3 separate regions of the Zea mays genome follow, and all the other regions are linked to region 1. The links are chromatin contacts, called in public Hi-C maps. All regions are on one chromosome and are shown on one strand. Each heading gives the region's core, a stretch centred on a gene start, on an enhancer-like site or on the middle of the called end of the contact. The rest is flanking DNA. Distances are from core to core; before and after follow the strand shown.

The links. Hi-C and Micro-C count contacts between places; a contact is called where the count stands out from the background.
Region 2: a contact with region 1 is called in a Hi-C map of leaf, with 6 times the contacts expected there. The contact joins the promoter of LOC103636140 here to the promoter of LOC100283183 in region 1. A contact is called at or near these places in 2 of 25 Hi-C or Micro-C datasets (ear and leaf).
Region 3: a Hi-C map of ear shows a contact between it and region 1, with 2.7 times the contacts expected there. The contact joins the promoter of LOC100278854 here to the promoter of LOC100283183 in region 1. A contact is called at or near these places in 18 of 25 Hi-C or Micro-C datasets (bundle sheath, ear, endosperm and 6 more) and 1 of 3 datasets of contacts at active chromatin or transcription factors (seedling).

What each region holds. Positions count from the first base shown.
Region 1 is chr8:152,931,102-152,935,614 of Zm-B73-REFERENCE-NAM-5.0, forward strand. LOC100283183 (ribokinase) reads left to right here and starts at 1,989. Exons shown (of 5, transcript NM_001353327.1): 1 at 1,989-2,619. The coding sequence starts at 2,008. LOC103636141 (mitogen-activated protein kinase 8-like) reads left to right here. Exons shown (of 10, transcript NM_001301575.1): 10 at 1-458.
Region 2 is chr8:152,680,623-152,685,135 of Zm-B73-REFERENCE-NAM-5.0, forward strand. LOC103636140 (carboxyl-terminal-processing peptidase 1, chloroplastic) reads left to right here and starts at 2,668. Exons shown (of 13, transcript XM_020542768.2): 1 at 2,668-3,081; 2 at 3,384-3,503; 3 at 3,978-4,115. The coding sequence starts at 2,716.
Region 3 is chr8:152,786,957-152,791,469 of Zm-B73-REFERENCE-NAM-5.0, forward strand. It overlaps LOC100278854, which reads left to right and starts at 2,560. Exons shown (of 8, transcript NM_001151993.1): 1 at 2,560-2,823; 2 at 3,674-4,376. The coding sequence starts at 3,696.

The DNA of each region.
Region 1 (4,513 bases), core at 739-3,238:
GTAATAACATGGCGAACAGTGAAAAGATTTAGGTGCCAAAGAACTGCCATGTTGACTCCGAGCCGAAGATACGGAGCATGAAGAGTATGGTCTCCGATCTCGGATCAAGGAGGAAGTGTGACGTCAGATTGAAAAACAGATAATATTGGGCAACAGTCATGGTTCTGTTCATTGGACATAGCTTTTCGGAAAGCAATGCCATCACCCCGCGGCAACGGTAAAATAAAAGGAGAGAAAAAAAGGCAGTGCCGTCAGTTGGTTGCTGCTTATAAGAGTCAAAGGGGAGCAGAGACAATTATTACATGGAAAATTATGTACTTTGCAAGAACGGAAACATTGGGGAATAAAAAATAGTTAGTCTACGTTTACCTCTCTGTATATAAAAAAAGTGACTTGATTTTATGTATTACGGCTGGTGAGACCCGCTTCTTTAATTCAAAGCTGTGAAGTTTTGGCCTATATTTTGCTCTATAATAAAGTTCAGATTGGTACATTGAGCCTGTTTGGTATCCGGGACTAAAGATTAGTCACTCTATTTTAGTTCTATTTAGGGGATGTTTATTTGGAATTATAATCTACCCATGGTCCAATGCCAGACCCGAGAACAGCCTCTGAGACCCCTCTGGTAAGGCGGTCCAGTGCTTCCCAGTTCTACAGATTTTATTTGAACTTCTTAAAATCGTCTTCCACTGCTTCCCAGTTCTACAGATTTTATTTGAACTTCTTAAAATCGTCTTCCACTGGATTTGGCTGTTCTTAAGAGTGTTCTTATGACTTAGACAAATATATCTAGTGACTATCCAACTAGTTTAAGTCATGGATTTGGGTTGGTTTGATCTCTCTAACTTATATCCTGTTTTTAGCTCAAACTAGCTCCAAAAGAGTGAGACTTTGATTCCGACATTTTCAACCTCTCTAGATGTATCAAATATATTCTTAGTAGTATTTAGAACTTATCCAAAGTGGAGAACTATTGCTAGTTTTTCTATTCCAAAATTTACCCATAATAGGTTGGTTTTGAGCTGTTTTCTGACTTAGAAGCATATTTGTTGATCTTATGAATCTATGAACATACACTTGGCAGACTAGTTAATCCAAATACTTGTAATGGCCATTAAGCACCGAAACAATTGTAGAAATAGATTAAACCCTATTTTCCTTACACTTAGTGAGTTATGCATACGCTAGATTTATGTCTGATCCCCATAATACCAAATCTCATACTAGTTTCATGTTTTTCTACGGTGGCACCGTAGTACCGTGAAGGTAGCAACATCCACCAACACCTTGGAAGAGAATGTGTTTGGCTACCACAGGATGATTAAGGCCTATTTGTTTTAGATTAAAATATATCCAGATTATAGAATACAACTTAAATAATCTAGATAGAAACAAAACAACCAGATTATTAGGTCACACTATATAATCTAGAGGTCATATTGTCATAATCTCATAACCTCCTTAAGAAATGTTTATTTGATATTATTTTAGCAAAGGATCTACTATCCATGATAACTTTGTTTGTGCTGGATTGGTGGGTCGGAACGATTCCTAACTGGATTGCTTCTGTAATTTATATAAACTTTGATTAGCTAAAACGATTCCGAGTGCAATCCGACACAAACGAACAAGACAAATTATCCACTATTGCTGGTCCCTAAAAAATATTTATCTATTTCTTGCTCTCGCCAAGCAGCACGTAACTTAAATCAATAATCAAAGTTACAATGCCAAACAACTACATCCAAATTATTTAACCAAGATTATATAATCTAATATATAATCTATATTATATAATGTATAAGCTGAAACTAACTATATCATAAATCATGTTATCTAAGCATAACCGATACCTCACTATTACCTGTGTCTAATCTGTTGCGATTAAAAAACGGAATCACTATCATCTTCAGGATCGGATCGGGACGCCGTTACTCCTTGACTCTATCGTTCTGCCTACCCCAACAGGCCAACACTCACTCGAGTACTCGACACCGCCCCTCTGATATGGCTCAGGCACGCGTGCGCCTTACTCCGGCCGGCCGCACGCCGGCCGCCACGTTCCTCTCGGGCTCCAACCCCAGACCCGCCCACCTCACCTTCTTCCCGAAGCTTACCCCTACCTCCCTCTCCGCCGCCGCAGCTGCCAATGCGCCGCCGCCCCACATCGTCGTCGTGGGCTCCGCCAACGCCGACATCTACGTCGAGGTCGACCGTCTCCCGCTCATCGGCGAGACCGTGGCGGCCCGCGCGGGACGCAGCCTCGCGGGCGGCAAGGGCGCCAACCAGGCCGCCTGCGGTGGCCGCCTCGCGCTGGGCCCTACCTACCTCGTGGCGCGCGTGGGGGATGACGCCAACGGCCGACTCCTCGAGGGTGCCCTAGCCGACGCTGGTGGTGTCCGCACCGACCGCGTCGCCCGCGCGGCCGATGCGCCATCGGGACACGCCGTCGTCATGCTCATGCCCGACGGGCAGAACTCCATTATCATCGTGGGCGGGGCGAACATGGAGGGCTGGGCGGCGGGGATCGGTTCGGAGGACCTGGAATTGATCCGAAAGGCAGGCGTGCTGCTGCTGCAGAGGGAGATACCCGATTGGGTCAACGCGCAGGCTGCCCAGGTGCTTTTTACCTATCTTAGATTGGTTTGGCACACAAATTTTCTTTATAATAAAAAAGGTACTGTCCGATTATTTTTGATATGATAGGGTAATGCAGCTTGGAGCGCCACAGTTTAGGGACTGTTTTAAACCCCTAGAGCTAAGTTGCATTGAAAGGATAAGGGGCGATACTGTCTTGCTGATTTTAGTTGGCCCAACCCAGCTAATGAACTAATTGTTAGTCGGGGGTCCAGCTAACAATTAGCTGAAGCTTTAGCTGGACTGTTTGGAACCCCTACAGCTAATTTTAGCTACTAGCAATTATCTGTATAGGTTCCAAACAGGCCATTAGTTATGCTGTAACTTTTTAGGCAGCTGTTTGGTTTCTTACCATAATTATGGTGTGCCACACTCTCATAGCCCCCTGCCCCACACGTGATAGGCTTACTTTCATGCCAAACTTTGATTTTGCTGGCCACACATTTTGTAGCAACCACAGTTTGCCAAAGGTCAGGCGTGGCAAACTACAGCATCAACCAAAGATGAGATATATATATTTGAGAATGAAGCAGCAATTTACTGAATGTTTTCATTATTTGATGTTTCAGTATTCGGTTTTCGAAATTTGGGGAGATATAGTGGCTGTGTCATGTGGGGTCACCACTACACTCACAAGCGCGACGCCAGGAACATATCCAGCATGATGTAGGCGTGATCTGCACTATGTCATCATGCAGATCACCATGCAGCGGGACTAGGCACGATCTGGCACAATAAACGTCCCTAGAAGACCAGTAATCACCATGTAGTCTTTCGTTTAGGAAAGCAGGATTTGCTGCCTTGACTCTAGGGGCCCGCAAGCCCAGCCGTCACCATTCACCATGCAGCCTTTTCATTTAGGGAAACAAGATTTGTGTCGTTGAAGAATTGAACCCAAAACCTGTCTTTTATCACCAGCACCTTCCTACCACTACAGAACACTCATTTGTGACTATATAACTCGGCCGATGGGGAAAGATAGCCCCCACTGTTAAGAACAAGCTTAACCGGAAGGTCCTGGGTTCGAGCCCCAGCCTCTGCATATTATGCGGGTAAGGCTTGACGCTTAAAGATACCTTTCCCCAGACCCCGCACAGTGTGGGAAGCCTACGACACTGGGTACGCCCTTTAACAAGCTCAAATTGAGCCCGACCGAGAAAGGTCACAAAAGTTGGCTCCCCTTGCATCATGAGGGTCCGCGGTCCGCCCCCTTATAGGTCAGTTCTTTAATCCATGCTTGAGCCCCCTAGCCCCTACACGAGGATACACCCCCTATAGGTCAGTCTGTTTCGTATGCACAAAACCAGGAACCAGCGAGTGACCTTTTTTTAACACCAGCCTAAAATTCACTCTGATTGGGAATTGAACCCAAGAGTTGAGGAGTGCTACAAGATCCATCTAACCAACTCAGCTAGAGGCCCGTTCACATTTGTGACTATATATAATATGCTATCTTTTTTATATCAACATTTCAAAGTCTTATATTGAATATTTTAGCTACAAAGTTTAAAATCTTGCCAAGCGCTATAAATTTGGTATAGGATGTCTCTCCATCCAGGATTTTTTTGAAAAAAAAAATCAAAATATTGAATATGAAAAATATGTGAATTTAAACCAAATATTCGAGACTCTAAATGGCTTCAAATTAAAAAAAAAATTAGCAACAACAAACATGTATCGCAAGTCAGCCACTACACTTTAGTATTAAGTATGTGAACACTCAACGTCGTTTAGGAATTCTAAATTTGAAAATTTGAAATGTATATACTTTGAACACAAATTTGGGACTCTAAACAGCTTCAAATAAAAAGTTTTCAACTACAAAGTTGTAGACTACATTGAGAACTATAACTTTCGTATGGATCATGTCGCATCC
Region 2 (4,513 bases), core at 1,418-3,917, 250 kb before region 1:
TTTTCATAAATAAAATATATAAGTTTAAAGAATGGATAATTTTAGGCAAAAATCTACTATTTAAATAGATTGGGCTCCACAAAAAGGAATAGATCAAAATGAAGTTTTTACAAATACCTACAAACGAAACCTATGCATATTCCAAAAACAATACTTTAGCAACTCCTTATTATTTGATAAAATGAGATTTTCTCACCAAATTAAATTCAAGTATTAGATTTACAAATCGAGTTAAACAAAATTTGTGCTTCGGTATGAATGCTTCAAACACTTGACAAAATTTATCTATTCAGAAAATCACCATTCCATTATTTGAAAATATTTTTTTCTTTCTACTAGAAATTAATAATATAAACTAGTTTATTTTCAATTGACAGATTTAGGGTGTTACACTAAAACGTCTGAGCTCCGTTGTGCGTCTGACTCGAAGGGTAAGCAGCGCCCCGTTCTGCCTTGGCGAAGGCCAAAGGCAAAGCCCGATGAAGGATGTTGGCTGCTACCCCGAACACCATGGAGCTTGTGGCAGACGAGTTGGGTCTTGGAGCCACCCGTGTGCGTGGGGAGCTCCCATGGGCCCTCCACGACCGGCTACTCACCTCATGCATGATGAGGCTGTCGAAGGCGCGAACCATTATTGGCTTGCTTGCTGGGCTCCACCAGCACACCGAGGGAGTTGGGACTTAACCCCCTCCAAGTCTGGGCGACGGTGGAGACTGAGCACGCCATGAGCTTGTGCGATGGGCGACGATGGTCAGCATGTGCGCCGTGGAGCCAGGACATAGGCTAGTGTAGCGGATTGCGCTAGCCTTGCTCCTGGCCCATGGGGACCCACCGATGGATTTCAAGAAGGCCATGTTAACAATGTGTAGCCTTTGTTATTGTTGCTTCTTGAAACCCATTGGTAGGTAGAAGTCATCTCCCATGGGCGAGGGAGACGATTCCATCTACTATGGAGCATAGTGACCGATCGCCGATGACGGCCTCGCCCGTTCCTGGCTGCCGGATGGCCGTGATCACCTTGAATACCATCGTGCTATGTCGGGGTCGATGCGTGCGACCCTAGGCATGACGGGGCCTGGAGGAGGGCCAACGACGGTAACCTCAAGCTTCGTGCTTGAGGTTTCCACCACCTTCTTCTTGATGGTGTTGACATGCCTGTTGATGCGCCGCCTAAGATCGACGGCGAGCATCTTGAGGCGTCACTTCTCCGTCTTTTGCCAAATGTCGGCAAATCAACCATGACCGAGCTCGTCGGCGGATGAGTGTGATGTTATCAGCAAGGGGCCAGGCTAAGTGCCCTGCCCCTACCTGGCGTGCCAAATGTCGATCCCAGAACAGGGGCGACAATATAGCATTTGGTGCTAGAAGGATGAACACGAGATCACTCACAAGGTGGGGAGAAAATGCGACGTAGAGCAAGCGAGGAAAAAATGTGACACACAACAAACAGAAAGAAGGAGCGAGATGGACAACAACCTTTCAGGAAGCGTTGAAGCTGTCATCATACGGTTCATGTTGCGTGGGCATTTGATCCAACAATCAAAATTTAATGGGCGATGTGGATAGGCTCGTTGATCAGTTAGAGCTAGTCCTTTAATATATAGAGATTCCTTCGACACTTCGTCCATCATTTCATTTCACGGTTAGGCGAGGCTGAATCGAATCCATGCACAACGTAGTGTGATGCAGTTGCTGATGGGTGCAGCGCGATGCAACTGCATAGGGCATGAGCACGACATCGGGCAACTGGCTAGCAGTTCACCCCCTTTTGGCCTTGTTTTTGTTCTCTATTTCTCTTTTGTTCAACCAATGAGATTGACAAAGCAAGTATTCTTTTATGCTTACTAGTTAGGTGCCTGTGTAGGTAGACATTTTTAAATGAGATAAATATTCAAACACGTTCCAACCTTGTATAATGATTTGTGCTCTATTTAAATGAATGGTTGTGCCCGATCTCACACATTTACATTGAGTGAGAAATCACAATTTCAATCCTAACGCCGTTTCCCGTAAGGTGGATCAGATGACACCAAACCCTAGCCGCTATTGTCCCTGTTTGTTTTAGCTTTTTGGAGCTTCTGGCCACCAAAAGCTGCTGCGGACTGCCAAACGCTCAACTTTTCAGTCAGCTTCTATAAAATTCGTTTAGATAAAAAACATTTAAAATCAACATAAACACATAATCGGTTGAGTCGTTGCAATAGTAGGAATCCGTCACTTTCTACATCCTGAGTCCTATGGACACCTTTATCTTTCTCCGTATATAATTCTAATAATAGTCAGATTCTCCCACAGCCAGATTCTCAGAAAAGCTGGTCAGAAAAAAGCTGAACCAAACAGATCCATCATCCGCCCCTTTCTCCTCTCCTCTCTGCGTTGCCGCTACCAGAGTAAGCAGCGGAAAGTACTACATCTATTTTCAATTGCTCAATTAAGCAGCGGAAAGTACTACATCTATTTTCAATTGCTCAATTATATATTTCATGTTTTGTTTGTCTTTGAGTATAAGATTGTATTTTGCCAACCCGATAATCTTTTGTTAATTATAATTGTGGGATTCTCTAACTATATTTTGGTAAATGGTACTACTGCACTTTTTTTAGACGAAGCACTATTGCACTGTTACCACTTCTTTATGAAGCCACTGTAACGTACCTATCATCATCCACTCCAAAGTCCAAACCCCCACCGAGCCACGCGACGAGCCGCGCCGCCATGTGGCCACTCTCCTACCTGCCGCCGGCACCGGCGCAGCAGTTGCGAGCGCACCCCGGTCCCGGCTCCGGCCGCGGGCCCAGGCCGCAGCCGTGCGGGCTGCCGTTCCCCGACGCCCTCCGCACGGCTGCGGCTGCGGCCGCCGTCTCCCTTTCTCTCATCTATGGCAACGGCGTGGGCGCGGCCTTCGCGGCATCAGCGGCGCAACCCACGGAGGTGTGCCGGAACGGGGGCGCGGAGATGGTAGAGGAGGTGAGGGCCGAGGCGGTGACTAACGAGCAGCTCGTGGAGGAGGCGTGGGAGGTGGTCAACGAGAGCTTCCTCCCCGACGCCGCCAGCCGTCCGTGGTCGCCAGAGATGTGGATGGTGAGTTTGACTTCCTGCAATGCGACCGGCGAGCGTGGTGTATCGTGTGTTCAACTGCGCAGCATCGAAACTCTACGGACATTGAAGCCACAATGCTCTGATTGCTTAGCACATTGTGTTCCCTGTAGATTGTGGGTAGACTTTTTTTTTACTAAAACACAAAAAATATGTGTGTTCTGTTGGTTAGATGGGTGTGAATGTGGAGACAACAAGTATTCGAACCCCCACATGCCGTGGTTTGTAGAACCGCGAAAACTGATGCTTTAGATTGATAGCTGATAATTGATTTTGATCCACTGCAGCAAAGGAAGCAGGATGTTCTCCAAGGCACAATTAAATCTCGTGCTAGAGCCCATGATATCATTCGCAAGATGCTAGCGAGCCTCGGTGACCCTTACACTCGGTTTCTATCTCCCTCCGAAGTAAGTTCCTCACAAGTGTCACCACTGTCACGCTGCTGGTTATGAGCTCGGTATTTTTCCTGTTCAATGTATTGATCTCGTTTGCATTAATGCATTTCTATCTTGCCCTTTATCTCGTTGCTGTACATGTTTGATGACATGATCAATTATGAGTTATAACATTGTTGTAGACAGTCTTTTGAAAAGGAAGTTGGCCATTAGGTATAGCGTAGAGATAATTGATTTTCTTTTGAATTGGGCAAACATTTACATGTGGGAATGATTGGTAAAACCTCTGGGCTCTGGCATACTTACTTTAAACCCTCATTAAACAATGTAGCTATCTTGCTATGCCATATTCCTTATTTTCTTCGCTTTCACAGACAAAATGGTGTCAATGCCTTTCATTTTTACTGTTCTCAGACATTTGTATTGGATACTGTTCTAACTACAGTTTTGATATTGTTTTGCATATGTGTAATCAATCTGCTGAAGTTCTCAAAGATGTCAAAATATGACATGACGGGAATTGGATTAAATCTGCGGGAGATTCCTGATGAAAATGGTTCTTTTAAGTTGATGGTATTAGGGCTGTTGTTAGATGGGCCTGCTTACTCTGCTGGTGTTAGACAGGTTTGTTCTGTACTTTCTGATGAGAAAACTGCTTTCACCACTATAGATATACTACTAGTAATGTTTGTTTGTTCTGTTATTATTCTAATTTCTAATGAACCTTGATGTAATATGTTGACTTAGTGGACAACTCAAACTTCATATATGATAATAAATAAAAAAAAGGGTGTACCCAGTGCCGTAGGCTTCCCGCACTGTGCGGGGTCTTGGGAATGGTATCTTTAAGCGCCAAGCCTTACCCGCATAATATGCAGAGGCTAGGGCTCGATCATATATGATAATAAATAAATTTCATATTTCATTTGAAATTAATATGGTTGGATATGAGCAGCATTCAACTACACTCCCACTTAAGGTGTCCAACTGATTAAAGAATGTGCGCACATGCCTGCCTGTAA
Region 3 (4,513 bases), core at 1,310-3,809, 140 kb before region 1:
TGTTCATAAAACATATATCTCTCGAGAGTTTATGAAATTAGAAGAGAGACGTATAAAATTGTGCATATTGTTAGAACCATCATGTGAGATCAACAAATGACCAAACAACCAAAATAAACTTTATAGATCTTGAGAAGTTATAGAAGTTTATAGTTGACAACTTTTTCATTTGAAGTCATATTGTCAACGAAAACTACATCTGAATTTAAAAATTTAAAAATTTGAATTTTGAAAACGACTTCGAAAGAAAAAACCACCAACATGAAAGTTGTAGGTATTGAAGAGTTATGAAACTTTGTAGTTGACAATGTTTTGGTTTGAAATCATCTTGTTATGCAAAACTATGTTTGAATTTTGAAATTTGAATTTTTCAAACTGTCTCGGATGGAAAAAACACCAAAATAAAAGTTGTAGGTCTTAAAATTTAATGAAACTTTGTAGTTGACAATTTTTTGATTTGAAATCATCTTATCATTGAAAAATTTGTGTGAAGTTTTCAAATTTAAAATCCAAATTTTGTAAACGGTCTCGGATGTAAAAACTATTAAAATAAAACTTGTAGATCTTAAAAAGTTATGCAACTTTATAGTTGGTCACATTTTTAAATGAACTCATTTAGTGTCTTAAATAATCAAATTACTCTCGATTTGTTATAGTACATGGGGAATGAAAACGTAATATAGACATAATTGATGTAGTAGTGTAGTGGTATAGGAGGGTATGCGCGAGAGAGAGGTTACGAGTTCGAATCTCACCATTTGCAAAGTATCTAAATTTGATTCAAAATAATAGTGAAAAATGATAGGGCAACGTATCTAAATTTGATTCAAAATAATAGTGAAAAATGATAGGGCAACGGATAAGGTAATAGGTAGGATTGGAGAGTTGTTCCTAGAATTTAAAAAAATGTTTTGCTGTTTTTTTTAATTTTTTTCGATTCTTAATTTGCCGAGTGTTTTTATTTGCCGAGTGCTTTTTGACACTCGGCAAAGTCTTTGCCGAGTGTCCGAAAAAAAACACTCTGTAAAGAACCCTTTGCCGATGAAATTTTTGCCGAGTGTTCTTTGCCGAGTGTAAAATAGCTTTTGCCGAGTGTCTTAAACACTCGGCAAAGAACGCGATTCCGGCAGTGAACGGGGAGCCTACCACGTCACGGAGGTCGTGGGCACCGCCCGCTGGATCGGCGTCGGCGGCAGCGGCACAATGGCGCAAGCAGGAAGGGATAGGATGGTCTGCCCTGACACCGCTCTTGGCCCACGCCGTACCCTTCCAACGCGTAGCCTAGACGTCGACAAGAGAGGTGACTACCCAAATTTGGAGGACTTCCAATGCCACCGTCGGGAACAAAATTTGCTGCATACCGGCTCCAGTGCTCCACCTTCTCTCTCGTGTATACCTTCCTCGGGTGGAAGACAGGTATCATTGACCTGGGGCTGGTCGGGTCGCTCCAACAATTAGAGATACTTATTTGGAATTATAATATATTTATATTATATAATCTAACTTATTTTAAATTAACACTTAGTTCTGGATAGATTATAATCCTAAACAGATGGATCCTAGTTGATGTCTATATGAGATCCAAATAATTTCAATCTATATACATAATGTAGAGAATAAATCTAGAAATAATTTCATTTTTTTCTAAGCTAAAATATATTTAGTGTATAATATAAATTTAAACGGTTTTAATAATTTTTCTAATCTAAATAATAAACAAAATGACTTATCTAAATACCTACTAAAAGTTTGCAACTTCAGTTTTAGATTTTTTAAGCTCCTAATAATCTGTTTCATTAACTTCATTAAATTTTGTTAAGCTGAAATAGTCCCAAACAAGGCCTTAGAATGTTAAACAATATTTTGATTCTTAAATTTCTTTTTTTAAGAAATAAATAAATGAGAGCTTTTTGAAGATTTATTTCTATAACCTTTTTTTTTGGCAAAGTCTATTTATACTTCCCTAACCTAAAGAAGGAAAGCAACTAATTTTAATAATTAAAAGAGCCAACACATTCGAAGTGGTAAATCAGACCATAATAATAGTTTGGAAAAGTTAAAATGAAATTTTCCAATAAATTACCATTATTCACTCACTCGTGTGAAAAAACTAGTATAGTACAATACCTTTGCTTGCAAACAAGTCATAAATTGTAGGCGGTAAAAATATTTACCACCAGCGCGGTTGATTCTTATCAAACTTGCTCTTAGGGCATGTACAGTGGTGTTTAATGTGGAGGCTCTTAAGGTGTTTAAGGGGGTTATTTACAAAAAAATCTTAGAGCCGTCTCTCCGTGAAGAGACGTCTCTGGCTCGTAAACCAAGTAGCAACAGACGCTTCACTTCCCACTGTACGAATTTGTCGTCTGTTCTATCGATCTGATACTATACAAATACATTTAATTCTATATTTATTAATAGACTACGTTTATAGACACTCCACTGTATAATAGAGTCTCTTAGTTGTCTCCTGTGATTGGAGAACCGTTTTGGTGTCTCTCCACTGTACATGCCCTTACTTTCGCTTGATCCGCTTTGTCCCCCCCTAATCCGTGAGTTGGGCCTTCGGGTTCGGCTTCCATGGCGCGGGCGCGAGGCCGGCTACGCCGTTGCTGCTTTGTTCGTGAGTCGTGAATCTGGATCAAGGCGATTCGAAAAAAAAAAGAATCTGGATCAAGGCATCAAGCTCAGGTTCTCCCGTTCTTGCTGTCCAGACCAGAGATATTGCTCACTGACTTCGGCCTCGGCGTTTGAAGCCGCCACCGGTGGGGTGACGCCGATGGCTTGGAGGATACCTACGGCGGCGGCGGCGGCGTGCAGCAGGTTAGCGAGCGTGAGCCGAATGCCTGGAGCCGTTCGTCGCGAAACGAGCTGAAGCTAGTCGTCTCGACTCCCACGTCCTAGCAAGCGGTTGTCGGCCGTCGGTCGTCGGATCAAGAATGAGTCCACGCGTCAGTAATCTGCTAGTATGCACGGGAGGGAGTTTGGGTTGGGGACCGGATCCACCAATTTTTCTTCCGGCGATGGGAAAACGAAAGAGACCTGCATCTGATTCCATTCTGGAAGCACCCCACTCCAATCCACTCTACATGTCCCACGCTCAGACCCGGGTCCCTCACCGCCGTCTCTCGCGCTCCGGTAACCGCCTCCACCTCCGCACCTGACCCCTCCGCCTCCGCCTCCTTGAAAATTCCTTTTGCTGCTCCAACCTGCGAAGCTAGTTCACTGTACTCTTGCTTGCTTATAACGTAGCGTGCGGTGGACGGGGTTTGCCAGCGACTTCAAGAAAGGTTTGCCCCAGCGCCGTTTCCTGAATCCCCGCGTTTAGCTGCAGGCTATATAGCCATGATTTGCTTGAATTCTCGTTACAAATCATGGCACCTCTTCTAATTCGTATTCCGCTCATCTAGGCTGCTACGTTTTGCCATCATAAGGGTCGTTAGGAGATGGTAGAATTGAGGCTTCCTATGTTCAGTATACAATAATACGGCCCTGTTGTTTCCATGAACGCTTGCTACCTCGTCCAGAAGTCCCTGGAACAGTAGTTTGGACCTTTGAATCCAGTTCCTCAATAGATTGCCCCATGTTTGAAGAGATGAGTCATATTCAGTAATCAGTATTCAGTACCCACTAAATTTTCCAACGAGTTTAAATATCTTTTATCCATTCACAGGTAGATATAATTTGATGGGAAGATGAATGGTGCAGAGGAGGAGGAGCCGCCTCACGTCAGCAGCATGCCCAAGACACAAGACGGTGTTACCAAGCCCAGTCTAGGGAAAGAGCCCATCCCAGGGAGCGAGCTCTGGACGGATGGGCTCATCTGTGCTTTTGAGCTGGTCAAGAGTCACAGGAAGCCTGTTCAGCACAAATCATGGCTGGCAACTGAGCAGATACAGGAGAAGGGCCCCACTATGTGCACGAGGAAGCACTCAAGAAGGAATGGGCACCAGATCACTGAGCCGAAAGTGGATGAGAGCATTGTGTTGGAAAACCCCCAGCAGACTGATTTCAGTAACGATCCTTCAGTGCTCAAAGATAGGCCATTGTATGCTGGGGAGATTTTGGATCATAAATGGGTGCCTATTGGATGGAATAGGATCGCCGAGCTGGTCCTGAGGGTTCAGTCAGACTCCAGCTGGGAGAATGAGTTGATGGAGATGAGTGATAGCGAGGATGATTACACCGTGGCTGATCTTGCAGCTCCATACTGGCAGCGCCCTGTGGGACCTACTTGGTGGTGTCATGTCACCGCAGGCCATCCTTCAATAGATGCATGGTTGAATAGCGCTCACTGGATGCATCCTGCCATCAGAATTGCACTGAGAGATGAGAGCAAACTGATAAGCGACCGGATGAAGTACCTGCTCTACGAGGTAATTAAGATGCCTATAAAAATCATCAGCTATGTACTGTTCTGCAATTCGATACTATGAATTTGGAGTGCATACAATCTGTTAGACTATGTGTGTGAGTGTGTGGGCCGGCACCACTGTTGGGCTGTCAGCCCATT